Linked DNA regions of Rattus norvegicus: region 2 is linked to region 1. Evidence: chromatin contacts called from public Hi-C data. All regions are on one chromosome and are shown on one strand. The core of a region is the stretch at or near the end of the contact, and the rest is flanking DNA. Distances in the headings are between cores, read along the strand shown. Region 1 overlaps Ano10 (anoctamin 10). Region 2 holds the start of Abhd5 (abhydrolase domain containing 5, lysophosphatidic acid acyltransferase).

The links. Hi-C and Micro-C count contacts between places; a contact is called where the count stands out from the background.
Region 2: a Hi-C map of liver shows a contact between it and region 1, with 2.6 times the contacts expected there. The contact joins the promoter of Abhd5 here to the enhancer-like site in region 1. A contact is called at or near these places in 2 of 12 Hi-C or Micro-C datasets (the A7r5 cell line and liver).

Annotation. Positions count from the first base shown.
Region 1 is chr8:130,807,910-130,812,342 of GRCr8, forward strand. The region is part of intron 3 of Ano10 (anoctamin 10); the gene reads right to left. Among named protein-coding and RNA genes, the nearest start is that of Ano10, 28 kb to the right of the region's middle. Within about 2 kb of position 2,507, at least 19 of the 93 cell types and tissues checked have an H3K27ac peak or open chromatin away from gene starts, as enhancers often do. A contact at or near this core is called in liver, where this site is marked.
Region 2 is chr8:130,875,179-130,879,611 of GRCr8, forward strand. It overlaps Abhd5 (abhydrolase domain containing 5, lysophosphatidic acid acyltransferase), which reads left to right and starts at 2,694. Exons shown (of 7, transcript NM_212524.1): 1 at 2,694-2,786. The coding sequence starts at 2,734. LOC102552874 (a long non-coding RNA gene) reads right to left here and starts at 2,457. Exons shown (of 4, transcript XR_005488606.2): 1 at 2,324-2,457.

The DNA of each region.
Region 1 (4,433 bases), core at 1,257-3,756:
AGGAAGTCACAGTGTCAGGAAGTCACAGTGTCAGGAAGTCACAGTGTCAGGAAGTCACAGTGTCAGGAAGTCACAGTGTCAGGAAGTCACTGTCTCAGTCTCAGGAAGTCACGGTGTCAGGAAGTCACAGTGTCAGGAAGTCACACTGTCAGGAAGTCACAGTGTCAGGAAGTCACTGTCTCAGTCTCAGGAAGTCACAGTGTCAGGAAGTCACAGTGTCAGGAAGTCACTGTGTCAGGAGTCACTGTCTCAGTCTCAGGAAGTCTCAGTGTCAGGAAGTCACAGTGTCAGGAAGTCACTGTGTCAGGAGTCACTGTCTCAGTCTCAGGAAGTCTCAGTGTCAGGAAGTCACAGTGTCAGGAAGTCACAGTGTCAGGAAGTCACAGTGTCAGGAAGTCACGGTGTCAGGAAGTCACGGTGTCAGGAAGTCTCAGTGTCAGGAAGTCTCAATGCTATGAGCATTATGCAAGGAAAAGCTGACATAGTGAAGAGATCCCAGCAAACACTTCTCCAAAATGAAAATGCTAACAGGAGCTGAGAGAACAGAAAGAACAGCAATGCGAGAAAGCATGAAATAACTACAAATTCCAAATCAACAAAGTTACAAAGAGGGAAAGACAGAAATGCAGGTGGGAAAATTTGTATATAAGCCTAGGACTGTCGATGTTGCAGCGGGTACATAAAAGCCCACACATACACAATCCACTAGGACAGTCAATGATCCAGAGGGTGCAGAAGAGCCCCCAACACACACACACACACACACACACACACACACACACACACACACACACATCACTACAACTATGGAACACAGTCAATACCACCAAGTCATCAAAGGCAGTTGTGAAAATGTTTCCTCAAGTAACAGCAAATCATTCTTATATGGCGACTGGATGATGCCCAAGAAAAGAACTGACAAAAACCAGTCTAGTCTTTCCTGTGGTTGGCAGCGCTTAGGTTGCATGATGTAAAACAGTAGGGTTTGTCAGAGTTGGGCAGCCTTCATCCAAAAGTCCAGGGAACTGGAGGTTCCCAAATGGGTGGGCACAGCTAAGTTGGCCAAGCACTAAGAGCTTGCTCCCTACAAGGAGAGCTATTTCCACACAGGACTTGTTCCCACAGCACTACACCTGTGCCTCCAAGGTAGTACTGAGGTCGGCTGCATGATCCAGTCTACAGAGGACTGCAGAGAAACATATCATGTGTAGTAGCCACTTTGGTAAAGCCTCCAAGAGTATGGCCCTCAGATCCTCTAAGCATTGGGTAGGGAGAGGTTAACATGGAGAGAGGACAGCAAAGTCATGGGAGGGGGCAGGGGACAATGACAAAATACCTCATATTTTTCTCATATGCAAATCTAAATTTAATGTGAAAGCAGAAGGTAGAGGTTTTCAGTTGAGGAGTGGCCAGGAGGAGGGGGTAACGGAAGGTCATGGAGGAGGGAACATGAAGTCAGAAATATACACATATGAAAATATCACAACATCTATTTTCTGTACAACTAAAAATTAATTAAAAAAAATACAAACAGGGGCTGGGGATTTAGCTCAGTGGTAGAGCGCTTACCTAGGAAGCGCAAGGCCCTGGGTTCGGTCCCCAGCTCCGAAAAAAAGAACCAAAAAAAAAAAAAAATACAAACAGGTAGTCAAATAAATTAAGAAAATGTTGTATTAAACTATTGGATGTATTTTAATGTCATGTCAAACTTGATTGAATAAATTTTTAAAGTAGGCATTGCCTAGCCTTTTTCATTGAAAAGAGGAAAGGAATAAGACATATCATGAGGTAAAAGTTCTGTCTGAAGCACAGAAAAAGGCAATTTCAACATGAAGTATAACACCAACCCACACTGCCCAATTCAGAGTAGGGCAGACTAAACAGCGCACATCCAAATTACAGTGGGTGGGACAGGAGTGCCTAGTGTGTGTGGAGCCCAGGCCTTGGCCACCAGAGTCACAGAACTGAACGGCATCAACAGGGGAAAAAAGTCTGCAGATTGGGCTGCATGTAAAACAAATTCTAACACCGGATGCAGCTACAATGACCCTCAGCAGTGCCAAAAGCAAAGGGTAAACAGAAGCAGGCGCCTGGAGTGAGTTCAACCTTATCCAACACTAAGCAGTGAACAAACAGTGATCGTAACTGTGAAAGACGCGCTGCACTGGAGTCCTGCCAAAATCTTCATGCAGCTAAAAATAAAACTACAGGGCAGAGAGCAAGCACGTGCACAGCACACCTTACAGACAGCACAGTGCCAGACACATGACGGAATTCCCATAGTTAACAATCTCTAGGATTATGACTGATCAAGAAAAAAAAATACAAACGATTTTTAAAAGTAAATGGCAAAATTAAGTTGTAAGATGAACAGAAATAAACATCAGAAACACAATAAAAATAAATAAAACATTCCTATCATTTAAAAAAGCAGTAAGTGGTATTCATCAGGAGTTGTAAGATAGGTAGAGTCCACCAGCAGGGGGCGAGAACAGGCTCACACTAGAACACCATTGTCCACACGCTGATGACACAGAGCCTGAGCCTCACAACCTGCCAGGCACTGTGGAGTCTGACAAGCTCTTAAACATCCAGTCTAAGCCAGCAGCAGAGTGGGTGCTTTTCTAACCCTAATAAGGATGGCCTCGGGCAAAGACAGTGTGTGACGTGGAGACAACAAGCATAGGAAGCAGCTTGGTGTGTCCGTCCCCAAAGACTCACACACCTGTGATCTGACAGCCACCCCAGGCCATTCCTACTTTCTCTGTGACTGAAGCAATGGAGGAAATGTATTAGATATCCATCGATATAAAGACAGACTCACGGTGGGACAAGTGGCCTAGGAAAGGAACACACTGGAGTTAACTCAGAAGCCAGATGAGCAGAGCATCCTGCAACAACAGTTAGGCATCTATGTGCAGTCCCCATTGTTTGACAAAGTGCTCTCCGGACCGATGCCTCTCAGGAGAGAAATGCTGGGGAGATTGCAGCCTGGGACAGAAAGGAGGTCCAACAAGACCTCAACCAGTCTTCAAACTCAGACGCTGGAAGTTATGTCTCCCTTCTGCTGTGATCCTCCTCCAGGGAGAACAAAGACGAAATGTGCAAACTGCCCCAGGGAGTGTCTTCTTGCCTTATGGTGTACACAAAAACTGCTTGTCTTTCAAGACAGGGCTTCTCTGTGTGTAGCTTTGGCTGTCCTTGAACTCATTCTGTAGACCAGGCAGGACTCGAACTCACAGAGATCCTCCTGCCTCTGCCTCTGCCTCTGGCTCCTGTGCTGGGATTAAAGGTGTGTGCCACCACCACCTGAGCATGGTGTGTTAATACCATAATAAAAGTAAAAGCCCCCATTGATCTAGACACCTAGAATACAGTTTGCAAGACACAAGGACAACTGTTGCAGCTCACTTTGAGGGTGTGTATGGGGAGAAGGTTCCTAAAAAAAAAAAAAAGTCAAGATAATTTATCCTAAGAAAGTACTGCAATATTTAAAACAAAAGGTCAAAAAAGATTAAATTTTGGAAAAATGCCATCAAACCAAGGCAAATCTGCATCCCACAGACAGATTGGGAGACAGAGTCACATGGGTTCAGAAACAGAGACCAAGGAGCGGGTAGGCAGAGACCCAGCACCTGACACAGTTTTATCACACGCAGACGAAAGGTGAAAGGCCTAGTGTCCAAATGCCAGTGAGAAACTGCCCTATCCAAAGATCCCAAAGGCACACAAAGGGCACACGCACGGGGCAGCCTCCACCTGGCCCCGAGAGCCTGCAGGCGCTCAACAGCACACAGTGGGCAGCCTCCATCTGAACCTTGCTTTGAGCACACAGGCTTCGAAGCACATAGGGTGGCAACTAGGAAATGTCAGTGGTTCTTGAAGCACTGCCCTCCTGCCTGGAGACTGAAACCAGGCCGGGTGTGGTGACACACACTTGTAATCCCAGATCTTGTGAGGCAGAGGCCAACTTGGTCTACATACTGAAACTCTATGTTGGGAAGAGAGAGTGTGTGAAAAGAACAGAAACCCAGATGCAGGGACCCAGACCTGGGAGGCGGAGACCAGAGCTTAGGCCTTGCTGCTGTTTACACTGGTGCACTTCCACTCTGGAGCCATCGCCCGCCTCAAGGTACCGTTACACAGGGCCTATCCACCTTACCCTTGCTGCTAAGACGTCCTCAGTCACTCTGTGATGTCACTCGGTGAGCCCAAGGGAACAAGAGCAGGACTCTGGGACAAAGCCTCACCTACCCTTTCATGCCCTACCCACACTGAGTTTCACCAGGGTGTGTCCAGTCATAAAGTGAACATTGCTGTCAGCCTAGGTTTACACTCAACTTCAAGCTGACTGGATGCTACAAGGACCCAATGACTCCAAAACGGACAGAGCACGCGACCTAAAGGCACAGCACTCCAGGGGTGTGAACTTG
Region 2 (4,433 bases), core at 1,444-3,943, 67 kb after region 1:
TGGCTGCTCTTCCAGAGGCCCTGAGTTCAATTCCCAGCAACCACATGGTGGTTCACAACCATCTGTAATGAGATCTGACACCTTCTTCTGGTGTGTCTGAAGACGGCTACAGTGTACTCACATACATAAATCTTAAAAAAAAATTGAGAACTACAGGGAGTGGGTCTCAGAGATGGGAAAAAAAGATTGCAGTGAGGGAGGAAAGCCAGAAGTTTAAATATGTCCCCAGCGTTCTCATACTGGAAGCTCAACCCATGTAGTGGTATTGAAAGGCGAGCCCTAAGGGCAGAATTTGGGCCACAGTGATGCTCCTTTCATGCATCAATTAATGCCTTCATCTTGGGAGTCAGTTTTGGGGGAGTAGGTTTCTTATTGGGCCCCTTTCTTGCTGTATTTGCCATGAGATGAACAGCAAAGGCCCTCGTTGTATACCACAGAAGCATGGCAGTCCTCACAGCCCCCAGCACCACGAGAGACAAACCTGTCTGTTGTAAATGACTCGTCGAGGTGTTCCTCTACAGCGGCTAACGTGGTCTAAGATGGAGAAAGATGATGGGGTCTTAAATAAAGGGTAGCATGGGCTTCATGAAGGCCAGAGTCCTGTCATCCCAGCCTCAACACACTGCGGTTACAGAGTAAGGGTATGCTAACTGTGGGTAAGTATGTGGGAGTGAATACATCCTCACAAGTAGGTAGAAGCTGATGATTGGAGAAAGGTAATTTTAAATTAAAGTAATGAAGGGAATAAAAACGTTGATATTTACATCATCCATTTGCCTCCCCCCCCCAAAAAAAATCCAGAGGGTAGCGGGAGTGTTTCTGTTCAAACCCATATCCGCACACCTGCCCTTTGTTAGATCTCTGTGAAAGGGGCGCGCCACACATTTGTGGCCTCATTAGAATGATTTGGGGGCTCGAGTGATGGCTCAGCGGTTAAGAGCACTGACTGATCTTCCCAAGGTCCTGAGTTCAATTCCCAGCAACCACATGGTGGCTCACAGCCATCTGTAATGGGATCCAACGCCCTCTCTGGTGTGTCTGAAGATAGTTACAGTGTACTCATATATGAAATAAATAAATCTTTAAAAAAGAATGATTTGAAAACTCAGTCAGCGTACATCAGGCTCCTGAGCAGCCCCAGGCATCAGTAGCACCCAGGTGTGGCTGAACTAAGGAACCTATTACATATTCTCAGAAGTTCACTTTTTGGGGCACGGGGATAAGGGAGGTAATGAGAATTGGACCTAGGAACTGATGCATAGAGGGCCCACTGAGCTACACAGCCCTAGCTTTGAGCAGCTCATCAGGAGCACAAAGAGCTAGGCTACCTCATACCACTTTCTCCTGACCCGAGGGACCTGCCCCCAGCCAAGGGAAACATCCCTTATGCAACACTAGGATGCCTATATTGTTTAATCACAGTGAGTGTCATGGTTCCAAATTCTATTTTTAAAACACAGCCTTGGACTTAAACACTAGCCTTGCTAGCTGCCGGCTTCTATTTTCCTGTGCTGAGCTTCCCTCTCTGTCACTTTCACTCACTCGCCAACGTCCCTGAGCCAGAAAAGAATTAAAATAATCCCATGTGGGGTGGTGGTGGTGGTTTATGGTTTTAAAAAGATTTGTTTTTTTAGAATTATGTTTATGTGTGTGCCTGCTTGTCTGTATGTGCATATACATTAAGGTGCTCCGAGGTGAAGAGGGTGTTGCTCCTCTGGAACTGGTGTTACAAGCAGTTGTGGGGGCTGCACAAGGATGCTGGAAATAGACTCCATTCTCCTCTATAAGGACAGTATGCTCCCTCAACCACGGAGCCATCCCTCGAGCCCCGTCCCCTTTACATTTATTTATTTTAAAGACAGGGTCTCACTGTGTAGCTCTGGCTGGCCTGGAACTCTCTATGTAGATCAGGTTGGTCCAACTCACAGAAATGTGCTCGCCTCCAACTCCCAAGTGTTGTTGTGAAGGGCATGTACCATCACGTCCAGCTCACGAGAATATTTATTTGAGAATATTTTATGAGCCCTCAGACCTCTATCATTTCAGAATGGATTCTAGGAAGCTTCTCCCCCCGCACCCCTCCCGCGATCATGGTGGGTGGTAATGGTGTGTGTGTGTGTGTGTGTGTGTAATTCTAGTACCTACACATATGCTCTCAGACTTCTCATGTCTAGAGTCTGGCAGCGGGGAGTGCAGGTTAGGGTCAGAGCAGTGTCCACTCAGACTGCGGTTGGACTGTAGGGTCCAGTGAGCCGCCCTCTCCCAGTGGCCACCTCCTGAAAGGAAGGGCTGGAGGGGCCACCACCACGCTGAGGATGCGCACCTCTGCCTTGTGTCTCGGACTCAGGCTGTCTCTGGCTGGCATCTCACTTCAGGCTGTGGATGGCTTGCCTAGAGCGCCGTCCAGGGCAGTCCGGCCCGGCGGAATGACGCATTAATGGTCATTATTCTGATGGATGACTACCTAGGCTCCCGCGGCGTCGGGCTGACCTTCCTAACCAGTGCCCCCGCCTCCGCGCGACAGGCGACAGGCGGGCAGCGCATGCGTATCTGTGAGGCCCGGCTGCAGGGACGCCGAGCCTGCCGTGGCGCGGCCGCGCCCTCGGATCGTCCCGGCGCGCGGCCGACGCATGCGCGGGCGGCGCGGTCTTAAGGGCGGCCGCGGCCGGGGGCCGCCCAGTCGGCCTGTCAGCCGGCTTCGAGGTGCCTTCCTGCGCTTGCGCGGCGGCAGTGATGAAAGCGATGGCGGCGGAGGAGGAGGTGGACTCGGCAGACGCCGGTGGAGGGTGAGGATCACCCGGGAAGGGGGACGGCGTGGGTCTCGTGCGCTCTGGCGACCCCGGGCGGCCAGCCGAGGGAAGGCGCGGGCGTCCGCTCTCCCGGTCCGTCGGGGCTGACAGGCAGCGCCCGGGCCGCGGGGCTACGGGGAGGGAGGGCGGCCGTCCGGGCGGTCCGGAGCTCGGCGGAGCTCGGAACTCCGCGCCGGGTCCCGGCCGCCTTCCCTGGACGCGTGAGCTGGGCGTCGCCAGGGTGGGAGTAGGCGTCGGACGCGGAGTCCCTCGGGACGGCCGTCCGTCGGCGGTGTGGGAGCTCAGGACCCGGGGCGCTCGCGTCCCACCTCCCGCTGCCTTGTGCGCTCCCGTGACCCGGCGGTCTGGCTTCATTAGAAAAGTCGGCTGGAGTCTTCTCGGCAGCAAACTTTGTGAAAGTTGAAGGGCAGATGCCTAACAGGAAGCCCTTTAAGTTTTTGTTTTGTTTTGTTTTGTTTGTTTGAAAACCGGGGTCGCTCAGTGTTTGCCCTGGCTGGCCTGGAAATCTGTAGACCAGGCTTGTTTCAGATCTACAGAGACCCAATCCCTTTGCCTCAGCTGCCCAGTGCTGGGATCACAGGTGGGAACCACCATACCCAACTTTTTGATAGACATCTTAAGTTATTCTTTTCTGTCTGTCTTTGATATAACGTGTCCTTGTGAGTAGAATAATGCTTGGTGGAAAAGTTAAATTACTATGGAAGTTTTATTTCACTATGATCCTCAGAAGGCTACTTGTTTTGTATGGACAGGACTATACTTATAAATTAAGTACTTTCACAAGTTCTACTTCAGCTAGTTGGAGACATTTGCATAGGGAAAATAGATTCTGGTAATGTGAAAGCCAAGTATTTTGGAAAGATGTTAGGGGAGGAATATTTTGAAACATTAGAAACTACACTCTCCAAGTTTTGTTTAAGTGATAACTAACAGGTGGAGCTCACTGCTTTGGTCTGTTGTTGAACTTCCTAATTACATTGATATGAAATACAGAGTGTCGTGTGGTACAACCAGGACCTGTGTTTCTATTAAATTTGCCAAGACATTTTCTGGCTCCGAGAGTTCTAACTTGTGGGCCCTTTTGGTCTTGATACCGTGAGACTCAGGAATTGTGAGGCTCAGGAATCCGTAGCACGACAGTAAGAGTGACAGAGCATGGGTGATGGCTGGAGGTCACTGAGGGCAAGACTGGCCACAGTCCCTAGACAGAGGTAGACCTCCCTGGTATTTTTGGCAGGACCCTGGAGCAGTGCTGCACAACCAAGCAAGCAGAGAGAAGGCTAGGTTCCTGCTGGGTGCTCCATCAGTGTGGACATGATAGTCCTAGAGTCTCCCTGGTGTGGGGAATCTGACCACTCCCATTTTCATCTGGAGTTGCCACCTCCGAGTAGCAGAGCTAATTGGAGCCTACCTGCTTCTTCAGGTGTCTAAATTGAGCTTTAAGGCGTTTCCCTCACATTTCTTTCTAACTTTATACACATGGGGAGATGATGTTAATAAAGCAAGCCATTATAAGCTGCCAGCTTACAGCGTTTTGGAGCATATAATTCTTCCCCTTTGTGGCTCTTCGTGGAGACAAGTTTACTGGGAAGCTTTCAAAATCCTATCCCTTTCAGTTGCAAT